2 separate regions of the Rattus norvegicus genome follow, and region 2 is linked to region 1. The links are chromatin contacts, called in public Hi-C maps. All regions are on one chromosome and are shown on one strand. Each heading gives the region's core, a stretch centred on a gene start, on an enhancer-like site or on the middle of the called end of the contact. The rest is flanking DNA. Distances are from core to core; before and after follow the strand shown.

Evidence for each region. A called contact is a pair of places that touch in the nucleus more often than the background predicts.
Region 2: a Hi-C map of the A7r5 cell line shows a contact between it and region 1, with 3 times the contacts expected there. The contact joins two enhancer-like sites. A contact is called at or near these places in 4 of 12 Hi-C or Micro-C datasets (the A7r5 cell line, the Rat2 cell line, liver and 1 more).

What each region holds. Positions count from the first base shown.
Region 1 is chr13:76,910,507-76,914,253 of GRCr8, reverse strand. All of the region lies in intron 20 of Dnm3 (dynamin 3), which reads left to right. LOC102554129 (a long non-coding RNA gene) reads right to left here. Exons shown (of 4, transcript XR_010057247.1): 2 at 1-3,747. Among named protein-coding and RNA genes, the nearest start is that of C13h1orf105, 23 kb to the right of the region's middle. Within about 2 kb of position 1,988, at least 29 of the 93 cell types and tissues checked have an H3K27ac peak or open chromatin away from gene starts, as enhancers often do. A contact at or near this core is called in the A7r5 cell line, where this site is marked.
Region 2 is chr13:77,080,692-77,084,438 of GRCr8, reverse strand. All of the region lies in intron 15 of Dnm3 (dynamin 3), which reads left to right. Among named protein-coding and RNA genes, the nearest start is that of Mir199a2, 34 kb to the left of the region's middle. Within about 2 kb of position 1,883, at least 22 of the 93 cell types and tissues checked have an H3K27ac peak or open chromatin away from gene starts, as enhancers often do. A contact at or near this core is called in the A7r5 cell line, where this site is marked.

The DNA.
Region 1 (3,747 bases), core at 739-3,238:
TGGAAAGTGTAGTCTTTGACATTAACAGAACAAACTAGCTGAATCCAAGTGTGTTTTTCCTGGCACTAGCTAACTCTGGCACTATTTTGCTCGTTTGTCCTTGCCCACCCACCCACACCCACACCCGCCCCTTCCCTAGGACAAAGCTCTTTTGCAAGGATCAAAAAGGATAAGGGTGGGAGGAAGGGTCTCTAGCCCTAGCCAAGGGAGAGCAAACTTCATCTACCTCACCACTCAATATCCCACTTTTAAAAGAGTAGAGAAGAACTTTCTCCAACCCATTCTTATTCGCCATCTCTGACAGTTTCTAAGATGGCCAGGCCTGGTTCACTCCATTTGGCTTTTGCTTTAGCTCACCTAGATGACTGAAATCAAGAACTGGTCCATCAAGCGATGTTCTTGTGAGCCCTGTAAGGAAGACAAAGCCTTCACGGTGTGTGCATCAAGACTTTGCCCAGTTCCTCAATGGTGTTTTCCATGGTTTCTTTGACTTACCAGAGCACACAGCTGTGCAGGAAGACGTACATGCCCCCTTTCCAAAACAACTGATGCCCCCATATTACAAAAGTTAAGGCCAAATGACTTTCGTCATAATTTAGTTTTAAATGTTTGGTCTCTGATCTCAATGGCTTCGCACTGCCTGATCGTATCCCCAACTCTTTCATAGGTCTCATTGTCATAAGTTACCATTGGTACAGCATCCTTTCTATTTTGGGTACGACTTCTGCTGGTTTTATTTGAGGTTTCTGTTGTCCTTGTTATGCAGTTCCCTAAATTTCAAGCCAGGACAAACCACAAACCCATCACTCTTCTATCTTTGCATTCCTCACATCAAGGTTTGGTGCTGTGAAGGAGGAAGCTGTTGAGCCTTGAAGTCGCTGGGCTCAGAGTTCATGGAAACTGAGCAGCCCGTGTGACTAGCCTGGGTGTCACTCCCTGCGGTCACCCACGGAAACATCCTGACTTACCCTCTCCTCTCCTGACAGCCCTCTCAAACTGTGGTGTCTTTAGCAGCCGAGTGTCACTGGGACAAACGGTGAAATCACCTTGTGATTTGTGATGTCAGCTGCTGCGAGCACTCTGTTTCTCCTGACTAGCCAGCCCTCCTTAAAGAAAAAATAAAAACCATACTCAGACATTCTGGATGATCAGGGAACTGTTTTTATTTTTTTAGCAACTAGATTTTAAAAGTTAAAAAAAAACAAAACTATATTATGGCTTAAATATAATTGCTAAAAACAGAACAACTTTAAGTTGTTCTCACAAATTCTTAGATTCCAGGCACCTCATGAGGCAACCGTGTTATTAAAAAGGAACTGGTGCCGAAACCTCCAGATGTAATTAATGATTTGCTGCAGGTTCAACGCGAGTTGTCACGAGGAGTTCACAGTATTTTAATGAAACTAAAATTTCAACCACTGCTCTCTAAAAAAAGCGTCCGCTTTAATCTAAGGCTCTCTATTAAATATACCTCCAAAAGCCCGCTCTATTTCCAGGACGGTTCCTATTCCAGTACACTGTTTCAATTCTTATGACAATGAAAAGCAATGGTTAATGTCCAAGGTTTCTTTCACTCTTCAGATCCTGTTTTCAATATGGTTTAAGTGAAAGTCAAATTATTTTGGTGGTTTCCTCCTTGGGTCTAGCAAAGTAGAGTGGATTTTACACAGACATTTCCATCTAGCCACAGCCTAGATGCCTGACGGTCTGCTTAGGCGAGGCCCTCATACAGCACCAGCGTCTCCAAGGTCGAAATGTGTGAACTCTGTGGCAGTGTGTAGATAGACCCGCATCTGCCTCTCTCTCCTCATTGTGTCTGAATCTTTCCCACATATCCTATGTTACAGGAAAGTAAAAACGAAAAGGGAAATTAGAAAAGATTCACGTCATGCAAAATGTAAATACCATAAATGCAGGCAGGAGACAGCTCCTCCTACCGAAGGCTACAGTTAGCCAAGCAGAGGGTGACAGGCCTTCAGCTAAGCAAACACCACTGCTTGCTTCCCTGTCTGTGTCAGGAACGAATAGCTCAGACATTGTTCCCTTTGGAGCTCTTTCATGGCTAAGCTCCATCACTGCAGGACAAGCCCCTTTGCATCTCGGGGTGCCCAGTTCTGCCCTAGGGTTCACCTGGTTGATAGAGGAAGACAGCCAAGACCGGAGTCTGGCAAAAGAGGCACCGGCCAGGGAAAAGGCATAGCTGATGCTGATTAATTTTCCTGTGGCCAGTCAGCAGCAAACTGTCACCAGCTGTAATCCACCAAATGTTCCTATATACAAGTTGGTGTCAGCTCCGAGAAAGGGGGGAAATACTCTACCATGTGTAAATAGACATCCAGACTTAGGGACGCACATGAGCCAGCGAGGGCTCGAGTTTCACCACCAAGCTCTTTCAATTCCCCTCGCTGGAAGGAAAGCGCGGTTTTCAAAAAACTCAGGCATTCCTGGTTCGACAGCGTATTTTTCAAAGGCCTCAGAGACTCACGGTGTGCGAATTGCACCTCTTTCATGTCTAACTTTTATCCAAGCAGCAAACTCTAAGAATAGGCAGCGGGAAGCCCTCCCCCCACCCTTTTCCTTTCCTCCAACTCACCAGCTACTATGAAAGATTAAACGTGAGACTTGGAAAAACCTTACAAGACAGACAGGAAGTTTAAAACAAAGTTGTCAGGGCAGTATCTTGTTCTGTGAATGTGCCCGGGACACCTAACTGCGGAGCAGAAGAAAGGCGATCGGGAGTTAGCTGAGGGCTTGATGGCTCTGCCTGCTTGCCATACATTTATTGCTGCTTAAACAGAGAATTTTTAAGTGCCCGCCCGGCGTTAAAATTCCTTAGCTTACCCATGCCAACATATTGGAAGCATTGTCCGAGGAAACCTCTGAATCTAAACACGTATTTACACCCTTTAGTTGCCAAATGGACCCCATCTGGTTCGCTGACTCTGTTGCCAAGGATATTACACTTCTGGTCAAGCTCGAGTTGTCAGTGCCAGAGTGGGGTTTTCTGGAAAGGCTCCGGGTCTGAGAGACACTCCATGTTTATGGATGCCACATTACTTGAGCATTTACATGTTTAGATCACATGGCAACTCTAGCCCAAAACAGAACTCCAGCCTAGGGCAATGTCGAAAGCCATGAGGTATTCAGGAACTCTCCCTGAGCCACGGGCTCATTCTTTGCGACTGACTGCTCTTTAAGTATCGGAGCCACGACAGGCAAAACCACGAACACTGAATGCGGAGTGCTCTAGTTCCTTATTTTTAAGCATTGCCCAACAAGCACTGAGAAATATCCACTCTTTGTTTTTCAGTCAAAATAATCAGTTCGCATGAACCACATGAACCTGTTCCATTCGAGGGGGGTGGGGGGGAGAAGGTAGGGGGAGCGGTAATCAAAATGGCAATTAGCCAGATTCTCCGTCTCAGCATCGGTGGTAGTGGGGCCTCCTGGTTTCCATTGCTCAGAGAGAGGAAATGGCCCACACAGGGAATGATCTAAGCACCAGAAAATGAGACAAGGTATAATTACTCTTCTCACTGCTCTTATGGGAACCCCATAAACACACAGGTCAACGTGTGAGTCACCCCTAGGCAGCACCCTTTCCGGATGCTTCGATGGGAAGGCTAACACAGTAACCGAGAGAGGGGAAAGCGAAGAGCCTAGATACTCTACTGCAAACCTATCCAAAGCTTCAGGGGAAGCCTGAAAACCTCGATGAGCTAACATGAAGGTGGACCTCCAGCCCCA
Region 2 (3,747 bases), core at 634-3,133, 170 kb before region 1:
AAATGAAATGGCAATGGCCTGCTAAAGAATCTTCTATGTGGAGCACAGGGCCAACCCCTGGCCTGAGTGTCTGTACCCCTCTCTGCATGTGCGGTCACCAAAACTCCCCCTAGGAATAAATTCTATGCCTCCTTAGCCCAGAGTTCCAAAAGTAGATTCGTGATGTGTTAATCATGCCCTGATCCCTGTTTCGTGAATCACAGGCTGACTTTGAACCCACCACACAGCCAAGGATCGCTTTAAACTTCTGATCATCCAGCACTTACCACTATAATGCTGGGATTGGGGCACTACTCTATCTGACTCATGCATTGTATTGCTAAGGTTCAGACCCAGAACTTTATGTACACCAGGCAAGCACTCACCAACTGACCCAGGTTTCCAACCCAGGGAAACAACACAGAGGAGTCTGAATGCCCAATGTTTCATTTTGGTTCAGGAAGGTTTATGAGGCCTGGTTAAAGATGAGATGATTATGTATGTAAACATATGTTCATGTGTGTACATAGCATGTGAATGTATATGTACATAAACATGTATGCAATGATAAATAGCACTATACCTGTATTGTGTTTACCACTCTTCTCTGCATTGTCTCTAGACACTCCCTAGAGAGATACATTTCAGTTGGAGCCAGGAGAAGGTAGGAGCAGACCATGGTGTGTTGTTGCAAGGTCTGCCTTGGGGGGCTTATAGTAGGTCCATTGCCATTTATTTATATTTCAAACACAAATCATTCTGGACTTTTTAAACATATTGATATGTATCCACTTTATGAACATGTAATTCTTTGTTGTTGAAAACACTTCACATTATCCAGCTTAGAAAAACATTAGTATAAATTAAATGTTACTCTCATAATAAAGATTTGGTTAGTAAGTACTTAAAGTTATTTGTATGGTAGCTTATGAAATATGCAGCGAAGTCTCAAAACCCAAATGCAATGAAACATTATGTGTCCAGTCTGTTGCCTGGTAAGACATTGGTTGCTTAAAATTATATGCTTTTTGGTAATCACATTCAGATGCTTTCTTGTTAGAGATTTAGCAATGTAATGTATTAGTATTACTAATAATGAAACAGCAGTCATAGTAATAATAGCAGTGTCTGGGCCATTGGCTCAGTTGTATCATGTGGTTTAACTAATTTGCTTGTGGTGCATCAACTTTCCCCTATAAAGTATGGTCAGTATCACTCTCTTAGTCTTCTGAAAGGTATGGAAGCCATTATCTTTGTCACTATATCCTGCAATCACTGTTCACAGGTACCCACTCCTTCCACCCTTTAAATTGGTTCTTGCTCTAGTGATCTGTAGTTAAGAGCCTGTCTCCATCTACAGTGCCACCAGATGCCTAAGAGGAATCCCTTGTCCTTTCTTCATGTTATACTTTTCAGTAATTTCTCCAAGCTCATTGGATTTTGTATCTCAGCCCCACTGCCCCTTTCTTTTGTCTCCCTATTCCTGTGCCTGGCCTGAGGGTCAGTAGGGGCCTCTCACTGTTCCCCTCTCTCCTCAACCCTTACCCTTTGGGCTTTCTCACAAACAGCTCACTCCCAGGACAGTCTTAAAAGGATAAGACAGATCCTGTTACTCTCTTGCTTAAATCTGCCAGGAGCTACAGTTGCACGGGGGTTCAGTGTAGTCCTCAATCTGACTCCCACGACCTAACCCTCCCCCCACTGCTTCATCCAGGCCAGCTCTTTCCCACCGAGGGCCTACACACCCTCAGTGAGAAGATTGAACACAATTAGAACATTTTTCTCCCAGAATTTTCAGAATTCCCCTTCTAGTCCGAAGTCAGACCTCTCCTGTTAGAGTCCCCCGTGGCACTTTCTGATTTTCCCTTGGAACACTGATTCCAGTACGTAATCACTTACGTATCTAGGCATCTGTTCCTTAGTGTAAGCCCCAGGAGGTTAGGAGCTTTACTCCCATTGTTCACTACCAGCTCCAGAGAGCCACACGTATTGCCTGGAATGCAGAAGGTTCAAAAAATGGCACCACGCCAAGCTCTGGGAATGCAAAGCTAATTTTACCCAAGTCCCTGGTCTATGTGAACTCACAGTCATTTAATGAGAAAAAAACATGAACGAGAAAGGCTTGGAATCTCTCCATAGCTCAGAGAGGTTTTACAAAGATGACTTATAAAGATCAAGGAGGATAATTTATTTTTCTCACAGTCATACATAGGAAAGCAGCAGCAGCAGGACTTAAGAATCTCTCAGTTGGACGGACTGCTCACACACCAGGACTCCATTACCTCCGGCATTTGCAGGAAACCGGATAGATACAACCCTGAGCTGTGTCAATCATTAGAAAAGAAAAGTTGCCAGTTAGTTTTAAGACCTTCTGACCACCACTCCCTGCTGAGTGTGTGTGCAAATGCACGTGTGTGTGTGTGTGTGTGTGTGTGTGTGTAAGAGAGAGAGAGAGAGAGAGAGAGAGAGAGAGAGAGAGAGAGAGAGAGAGAGAGAATTTTACCTAGACAATAACTTCCTGATATAGAGAAAATGTGCCCTTAGAGGATATCCTACCCTTCAGCATACTTGAAGAGAACAAGGCGATGCCAAGTTTAAGGAGAGAGACTGAAATCTACTATGGATGTAGACATAAATAAGGACGAAGCTAAGAACTGAAGGAATGGTGCTTCCAGTTACTCTATGATAACTTCCAGAATCTTCCTATAAAGGACATTAAGAACAATTAAGAACCCAAACAATCCCAAGCATAGGGACATGGAATTTACACACGTAGTCTATATTTACCATCTCACAATAATATTTATTAAACAGGTAAAGACAATTGCTTCTTGGTGAAAAGGGTTAATTTATTTCCAACAATTCAGATTTCATAGTTTTTCTAAGATGTACCCACTGGATAGACTAGATCACATCTGTAAAGGAATAGTAGTGTTACTGCAGCTGGGAAGGGGGGAATTTAAAAAATAGGAAACCAGAGTTTGTTTAGAACATGGTTCTCAACCTGTAAGTCACCACTCACTTTGGGGTCAAATGACCATTTCACAGGGCTCACCTAAGACTATTGGAAAACACAGAAGTTTACACTATGATTCCTAACAGTAGCAAAATTACAGTTATGAAGCAGCAATGAAAATGATCTTATGGTTGGGGGTCACCACACCATGAGGAACTGAATTAAAGGGTCCCAGCCTTAGGAGGGTTGAGATCCACTGGTTTAGAAGTTGAAGCATTTTCATTACCACATTTAAATAATTGCCCTCAGTTATTTTAAATTAAATAGCAAGATGGGGAGAGTAAAGCCTGACCCCGAGAGGAATCTGAACCACTCTTTTAAATGAATTTCACTAGTTCTGTCAGACACCTCTCTCTTCATGTTATCAATTTAAAAAAGACAGATTGTTTTGGAAAATGTAAACCAAGCATAGAAGAAGTCAGCATAGATTTTAGGGAGCACGGGATCCAGGCTTTGGACTTAATATGTACCTTACACAATCCTTTGTGTCCCCCATTTACAAATGCAGACCCCAAATTTCTTTCTCCACAACCTTCCCTAATTGCTTCATGAGCCAAGATACTATAGCGCTGAGATGCAGTCTCCCCACTAGTCTGAGTAGCCCTTTTCCTCTGCAGACTCAAGGCCTCACAGTAAATTAATCCATGAGTTGTTTTCCTTTCAATAACAGAACAGCCAGAGAGTGCTAAGTATCTGCATGAAGACTAGAGGTGGTAAGAGAGTAATGGAGGGGACCAGGGAGGGAAGAGAAG